Linked DNA regions of Muntiacus reevesi: region 1 is linked to region 2. A link is a contact called in public Hi-C data. All regions are on one chromosome and are shown on one strand. Each heading gives the region's core, a stretch centred on a gene start, on an enhancer-like site or on the middle of the called end of the contact. The rest is flanking DNA. Distances are from core to core; before and after follow the strand shown. Region 1 holds the start of AFTPH (aftiphilin). Region 2 holds the start of SERTAD2 (SERTA domain containing 2).

Evidence for each region. A called contact is a pair of places that touch in the nucleus more often than the background predicts.
Region 1: a contact with region 2 is called in a Hi-C map of muscle, with 6 times the contacts expected there. The contact joins the promoter of AFTPH here to the promoter of SERTAD2 in region 2. A contact is called at or near these places in 2 of 3 Hi-C or Micro-C datasets (blood and muscle).

Annotation. Positions count from the first base shown.
Region 1 is chr3:41,932,249-41,935,570 of mMunRee1.1, forward strand. AFTPH (aftiphilin) reads right to left here and starts at 1,464. Exons shown (of 10, transcript XM_065929056.1): 1 at 1,263-1,464.
Region 2 is chr3:41,715,246-41,718,852 of mMunRee1.1, forward strand. SERTAD2 (SERTA domain containing 2) reads left to right here and starts at 1,697. Exons shown (of 2, transcript XM_065929053.1): 1 at 1,697-2,280. LOC136162803 (a long non-coding RNA gene) reads right to left here and starts at 1,302. Exons shown (of 3, transcript XR_010662172.1): 1 at 1,082-1,302.

The DNA.
Region 1 (3,322 bases), core at 214-2,713, 220 kb after region 2:
GTTTTACACAGGATCTGTTTTTTAATCCATGTGAGATATCTTCATGAACAAAATTTTGAAGACTACCATAAATTCTTCAAATATTTCTGCAAAGAATTAAAAATGACTACTACAAAGGCCAATACTGACGAAGTCAGCAAAGCACATAAAATGTAGAGTAACTGTGTAGATTGTATCAACACAATAGCGTTGAAACAGCTGTTTCCCTTAGAGTTTTGGCATATAATCACGTCTAAAAGGTTAATGGAAAGCAATAGTTAAATGCAACCTCAAAGATTAAACTATCTCCCTGTCCCATTCCACCAAAGACAAAAACGTAGCTGATGAAAGGGAAGATTAAAGTTCAAGAGTTTTACTTCTCCTAAAGTGAGAACTTTGAAACGGAACTACCGATTTTGTTTCATTTGCTCCCCAGTAAAATATTTCCATGTCTGGGTTAGTCCTTCCCTTGGCCCCAACGGAAGATTCAGTGCGAAATCAACGTGAACTAACCAGCAAGAGTAAAACCTAAGCATTCTCAGTACTTTCCCACTGGTGAAAGGATCCTATCACTATTTACCTTATACTATGTCCCCTGCCCAAGCAAGATGTAGCAGCTGCCAAACTGGGCACTTCAAGAATAAAGGTCCAACTTTTCGCACGCAGTCTGGGAAGGGGACGCAGGCGATTTCTTGAGCAGTGCAAGAAGGGAGCAGAAAAGGTCCTCTCAGGAAAGGATGAATGAGCTTTGGTGCAGTCTCCTCTGCCTGCTGGAGGATTCAAAAGCTGTTTGCTTCAGAGACCCTAGGAAGCAGCACACTCTGGTCGCCGCTGGCCTGGGGCCTGGGCAAAGCAGGCAGTGTTTACACCTGTCACGAGGGAGGGGGAGGGAGAACGAGGAAGCAGGAGCAAAGCCCCAAACTTCTCAACAAGCTCCCGGGAGGGAGCGGCCGGTGCAGAGCCGAGGGCAGGTGGAAGCGGAGGGGCAGGGCGAGTCGGCGACGGCCAGGGACGTGGGAAAAGCTCTCACTTCGCCGGCCGGTGCCCGGGAGGGCGAGGAGGGGCCGTGCGCCTCAGACGCCGCCGCCGCCGGCGTCCCCGCACCCGCTGTAGAAGAGGACAGAGCCGGGAGCCCGCAGGCCCGCAGAGCCGGCAACGTCCCCGCAGCCCCCGGATCCGCAGCGGGCAGGTGTCCCCGGCCCAGGCGAGGATCCGGCCGGTGGGCCGGGCCAAGTCTCCTAACCTCTTTTCCCCGCGCGGCTGGGAAAGCTGGTGAAGCTTACCTGGCTCGTCCGGGGCGGCCGCGATGGGCATGGCTCAGGGGCCCGGGGAGGAACTGGCTCCCCGGGGAAGGACCGGCTATTCGGACGCGGCGCTGGTAAGAGCGGAAGGCAGGCTGCTCACAGCCCTGTCAGCGAAGCAGCGCCATGGACGCCCACCCGGAGTTTCAGTGCTGCCGCGAGACCCCCATCCCATTACCCTCCGCCCTCTTCCGCCGCCGCCGCCGTCGCCGCCGCCGTCGCCGCCGCCGCCTCCACCTCCTCCTCCGCGGAGACCCCCCGCCCACTCCACACACACTCCCATCATGCAGCGGGGGAACCGCTGCCGCTGACACGTCACTTCCGGGCGCAGGTGGCTGGGTCGGGGCCCGGCGCTGGTGGGTGCCGAAGGGGTGGGGTGGGGGAGGACACACAGGGGGAATCTGTGTCACAGAATGCTTACCCCTGCGCAGGCGCCATCGTACAGAGCGCCGGCAGCCATTTTGGGTGCGGGCAAGCTGCCCTTTTTCCTGACTTCCTAGCGAGTCATCGAGCTGCGGGGTGGGGGGAAAGGTCCTCCCGCACTCCGCCGCTCCTGAGGCAGCGCTCCGGGCAAGGGGCAGGTGCTCCTCAACCCGCTAAGATTAACGTTCAGCTCGAGACCGTCTTAACTCTTTTGCTCTCCAAGTAAAATGTGCAAAGGTTTTGAGGTACAGAACTGTATCTTCACCAGAAGCCTACTGGAGAGCATTTATTAGCTTGCCCTTTTCGCCACGAAAAACGACTTTTTCGTCACAGTCTAAGTCCCTTCCTCTTTTTAATTTACGCTGACAGAAGAGGAAGTTGATATGTAAGAAGAGTTAAATCAAATTTAAAATGGGAAGCAAGAGGGAAAGCACCCGCCGAACTGAAAACCGTCTTTGAGACCAACAACAACAAAAATTGGGGGGATTTTGCTAACAGATTGAGACGGTGGTCGTTTATTCACATATGCTGCGTAAGACTATTCGATTAAAGTAAAGAAATAAAATTAACTTCCGCGTTTCTATAACAGCGGTCATAACATTTTTCTGTCGTCAGCCTTGACCGTTTGCGTTCTTACAACCTTTCCCCTTCCTTTGTAGTGAATATCTGTTAGAACGCCAGCCACTGTAAGAACCAGACTGCAAGACTGCGGGGATTATTGTTATCGTCTGGGACGATGAGCCTGGGATCCTATCCGGCAGTCGTGAGCGCTACCGGCTGCTCCTTCTTACTTGCACAGACAATTTGAATAATTTAAAATAGTTCCAAAACAGCAAAGCTCAGCAGCTACGCAAAGAAACAAGGATGGAAAACACCACCCACCCCCCACCAGCCACAGAGAAGTGTCCACCCTTTTGAGTGGAGGAATTACACAAATCAGGGGAAAGAGAAGGACAAAAGCAGTTCATCACGGTTTATCCCGCCTCTGCAATGTTCTAGACGACTTAACTTGAAGCGCTAAAATAGACCCGCATCTCTTTACAACTCAATAGCTGTAAGATGTACGGAGACTGCATCACTTTACATTGGAGTATCAATTGTTTTGCGGCGGTGGTGCTGGATTTTTGCTATTGCTAAGTCGCTAAAGCAAGAAAAATCTATACAGCTTGTCAAATTTATCCCTATTGTATTTCGCCCCCTGCTGGTATGGGAGCTTGTTCGTGCTCAATCTCTCAGCAGAGTCCGACTCTTTGCGACCGCAAGTACTATATAATAGCCCGCCCGACTCCTCTGTCCATGGGATTTCCCAGGCAAGAATACTGGAGCAGGTTGACATTTGCTTCTCCAGGGGATCCTCCCTATCCAGGGATTGAACCGTGTCTCCTGCATTGGCAGGCGGGTTCTTTACCACTGAGCCGCCAGGGAAGCCGTGTATGTATATATGTATATGTATTTCATTATAAATGTTTATTGACCGGGAAGGAAAGAAACGAAAATATTTGCATTTGTGTGTATGTGTTTAGAGACTGGAAATGAGTTGATTTTAGATGTATTCATGGCTGTTCCAATTTGATAGCTCAACCCAACAGAAATAGCAGAAGAACATAGGGCAAAAAGCA
Region 2 (3,607 bases), core at 447-2,946:
CCTCTCCTCTGAATTCCAGACCACTGTAGGTTTTACTCTGATAATCGTGGGGAAAAAATGATCTTGCTCCCTTCAAGACCACAAGTCAATCCTAGGTCTCTCCAGTTGACTTTTCTAAAGAAAATGGATACTGAGTATTCTAAGTGGACTGGAAAATATTTTTTTCTAGGGATGTGATATGTGATTTGCCTTTTCTTGGTTTTTTTTTTTAATAAGAAGAAATTGTCATAAATTTCAATAACCTGCAGAAATGCATCTTGTGGTTAACAAGGTGGATTTTTGCCAGTGTATTTCTTTTACGGGTACCTCTATTCAGGTTTATTAGTGATCCCAGTTACTTTCAAGTACAAGTGCATGGAGTGTTAAGGTGTGTACAATGATTCCTAGACAGTAGGCAAGAAATTGAGTAAAAAGCCGTAGCTCCGGGGAATGAGCAGCAAGATCTAGTAGTGAGTACAAGGTGTCAGGGTCCAAGGTGAGGAGAGTGGGCAGAGAAGTGGCAGAAAAAGAGTAATGCATGCGGGAGGAAGGGCTGGAGGAAGCTGATATATACACGCACAAAGCCCACACAGCTTCACTCGCGTCAGGTTAAGTGCCTTTTCCAGAAACCCGATAAAGAAATGTTATGTATCCTGGAGGTGTTTCAACCTGTCCACACCCTACCCTGACTTCCCCTGGACACAGGCAAGCAAGGAGGGAAACGCCTCCGGTCTCGGCGTCCAGATCCCTCGGCTCCCAGAGCACAGCCCCAGAGGACGTCACACGGAGCTGTCTCCGAGACTGGGCACTGCACCGACGGCAGGCAAAGTTTTGATCCGATTCACTCCAAATCTCTCTGCCACTCGGGAGTGGGGTTTGGCCGCAGGGGCTCCCAGGCAGCGCCGGGCAGAGGTTGAGCAGCAACAGCAGCAGCTTGAAGGCTGAGGAAGGAGCCAGCCTTTCTTCATCGACTCCTCCGGTCGGTGCGGAGTCGGCAGCACAGCCAGTCCCTATCGCTGTCACGCCGTAGGCAGCGCGGCCCCTCCGCCGCCCCACCCCCGCGCACGGCCCCGGCCCTCACACTGTTATTTGCGTGACTGACCTGAACAGGGCGGGAGGGAGGACCTGGGTGCCGGAGGGAGGGGAGGATCTTGGCCCGCCCACTCCTTCCCCTGTGGCTCGGAGCGACACCTTCTCCTCCTCATTGGGCACACGTTTGCGTCCATCACCCCCAGGCGGCCCTCGGATTGGCAGAAGGCGCACTTCTGGAGCGAGGAGGGCTGAGTGACTCCGCCGGTCTCCGGTGCCTCATCTTTCCCTCCACCGCTCCCTCCCTACTTCAACGTCCACCCACTACTCCCCACCCCCAACTCCACTTCCCCCCGCCCCGTTAGCGGCAGTGTCCTTAGAAGACTCATTGGGCCAGGGGCGAAGCCTGCCGCCTATCGAGCCGCACCGTCATTGGCCGACGCCCACGCCCGTCGGAGCGGCGGGCTTCGGCATTGGGTGGTTCCGCTCCGCTCCCCGCCCCCTCCAACGCCTCGCCCTCTCACTCGCCTCCTCCCCTCCCGGTTCTTTCACAGCCCCCGTTCACCCTGCCGTCCCCACCGCATCTCCCTGTCCAGCTGGGCGGGGACTGCTTTACGACTCTGTAAAGTCTGTGAGTCACTGCACAACCCATCAATCCAATTAAATGTCTTGAGCTAGCCGAGCAGGCGGTGCTGCTGCCGCGGCCGCTCGCCCCGCCGCGGCCGCCCCAGCTCGCAGCGCCCCTCCGATCCATGGCTGGCTGTCTGTACTTGTTACCGTGTAACCTCCTCCTCCGCCTCCTCCGCCTCCTCCTCGGGAGCCGCTGCAACTTCCCCTCAGCCAGCCTCCTCCTCCGCTTGGGGACTGCAAAGGCATGGGATAGACCTAGAGCCACTTCTGTCACCCCTCCAGCCCTCGCTCAGTCTCCCCCCTTTAAATTAAAGTCTGACCCTCGCATCTCATCGTTTTAGAGGTTTATTTGTCAGTCTTTTTATTTCCCCGGATTTTATTTTCCCTCCCTGGGGCAGGGGGTCGCAGGGGCCGGTGGGCTTATTTTAGGGAACGGGCTTTCCCCTCCACCCCCCTCGTTGCTCCTCGTCCCTTTTCGGCAGTGACTTGATTTCCCTGCTCCGCTCCGCTCCCACCCCTCGAACTCACCGTCCTGCACTCGAGTGACGCACCGACACCCCCCGCCCACAGCCCAGACGTCCCCTCCCTCGCTGCCACCCCGACCCGTCTCGGAGCTGGACCCGGTGCCGACTTCGCTGAAGGGTGAGTGCCGTGTTGGGTTAGCGGGGACGGGTGTTGGGGCGGGGGGACGGTCTGGGAAAATGTAGCAGGTCCACTTTGGGGAGGGTAAGGGATCACGGTGTGGGCTGGAGGTTCCCGGTCCGCCGTGGATTTGAGGTGGCGACTGCCTTCCTCCCTCGCTCCCTCTTCCCCCGCCCCTCGACTCCTTATTCACCAGCCTTGCTGTATTTCTAGGTATTGCCAACGCTTATAAAATGAGCGGTAATGGCAAGCTTTCTTAGTGAGCGGTCATAATCAGCGAATTGAACTGGTAGACTCTATGACCTGCAAAAAGTGTCAGACGGCTAATAACGGGTACGTTGTCTTCCAAATCAAAGTTAAACTTTTATTCAGTAAAGGCTAAGCAAAAGGTATGTCTGATTTGAATGAGATAGACCACGAGAAGACAGGTTGCCTAGTGGCATGGCTTGCTGTTTTAATTTTAAAATAGTTTCGTAGGTTCCCTTTTGGAAAAAAAAAAAGAGAGAATTCAATATTAATGTAAAGATTACAAAGTCTTTGAACCTGTTGGAGGAAAGCGAGGTAAGATGGAAAGCCAGTTTGACACTTCATCTTTAGCTCACCTCTATTCTAGCCAGAAATTATAACACAGAATTTTTTATTTCCTGGTCACTGGGCACAGTGGGATGTGTTAAAAGACAAATAGGGATTTTTTTTTTCTTTTGATATCCCTTTTTTGTATACTTGATTGCTCTTGAGCAAAATTTTAATTTGGTTTCTTGGTTGCAGGCTGTTCAAAAGTACACATGTGTGGCTGTATATATGCTTTATGAGACTTCCCCTATGCATCTTTAGTATTTAATTTGAGGTAAAAATAAAAATTATGAGAAATACTCTGAATCACCTTCTGAGGCTACTTTTGAGAATTCAGCCTGTTTAAAATGGTACTTATTCTTTTTGAATCAAGTTCTGGTCTACTTGTCCACAAGATTCAAATTAGGCCAAACCAAACATGTTTTGAAATATTAAAGTACACCAAAGGCCTCTTAGTAGTTCATTCTCTCCTTTTCTTTCAGACTAACCAGAATAAGTTGTTGCTAAATTTAATTGTAAAGAATAGACTGTTCCTGTACTGAAGTCTGCCAAGTTTCTGCAGAAAAATTTCTTTTTAAAGAGGAGCAATGTGTTTATGATCAGCCCAAAGTAGTAAAGTTGACTCAAATGTAAATGCTGTCATAAGGAAATGCTTGTCATAAGCCCCCAAACCTGGCAGAGTGTTTCAGGAAGACTTATACAAAGCCTTTCTGAATCGTTTAATACATTTCATCATGTGGCCTTTTTCATGAGT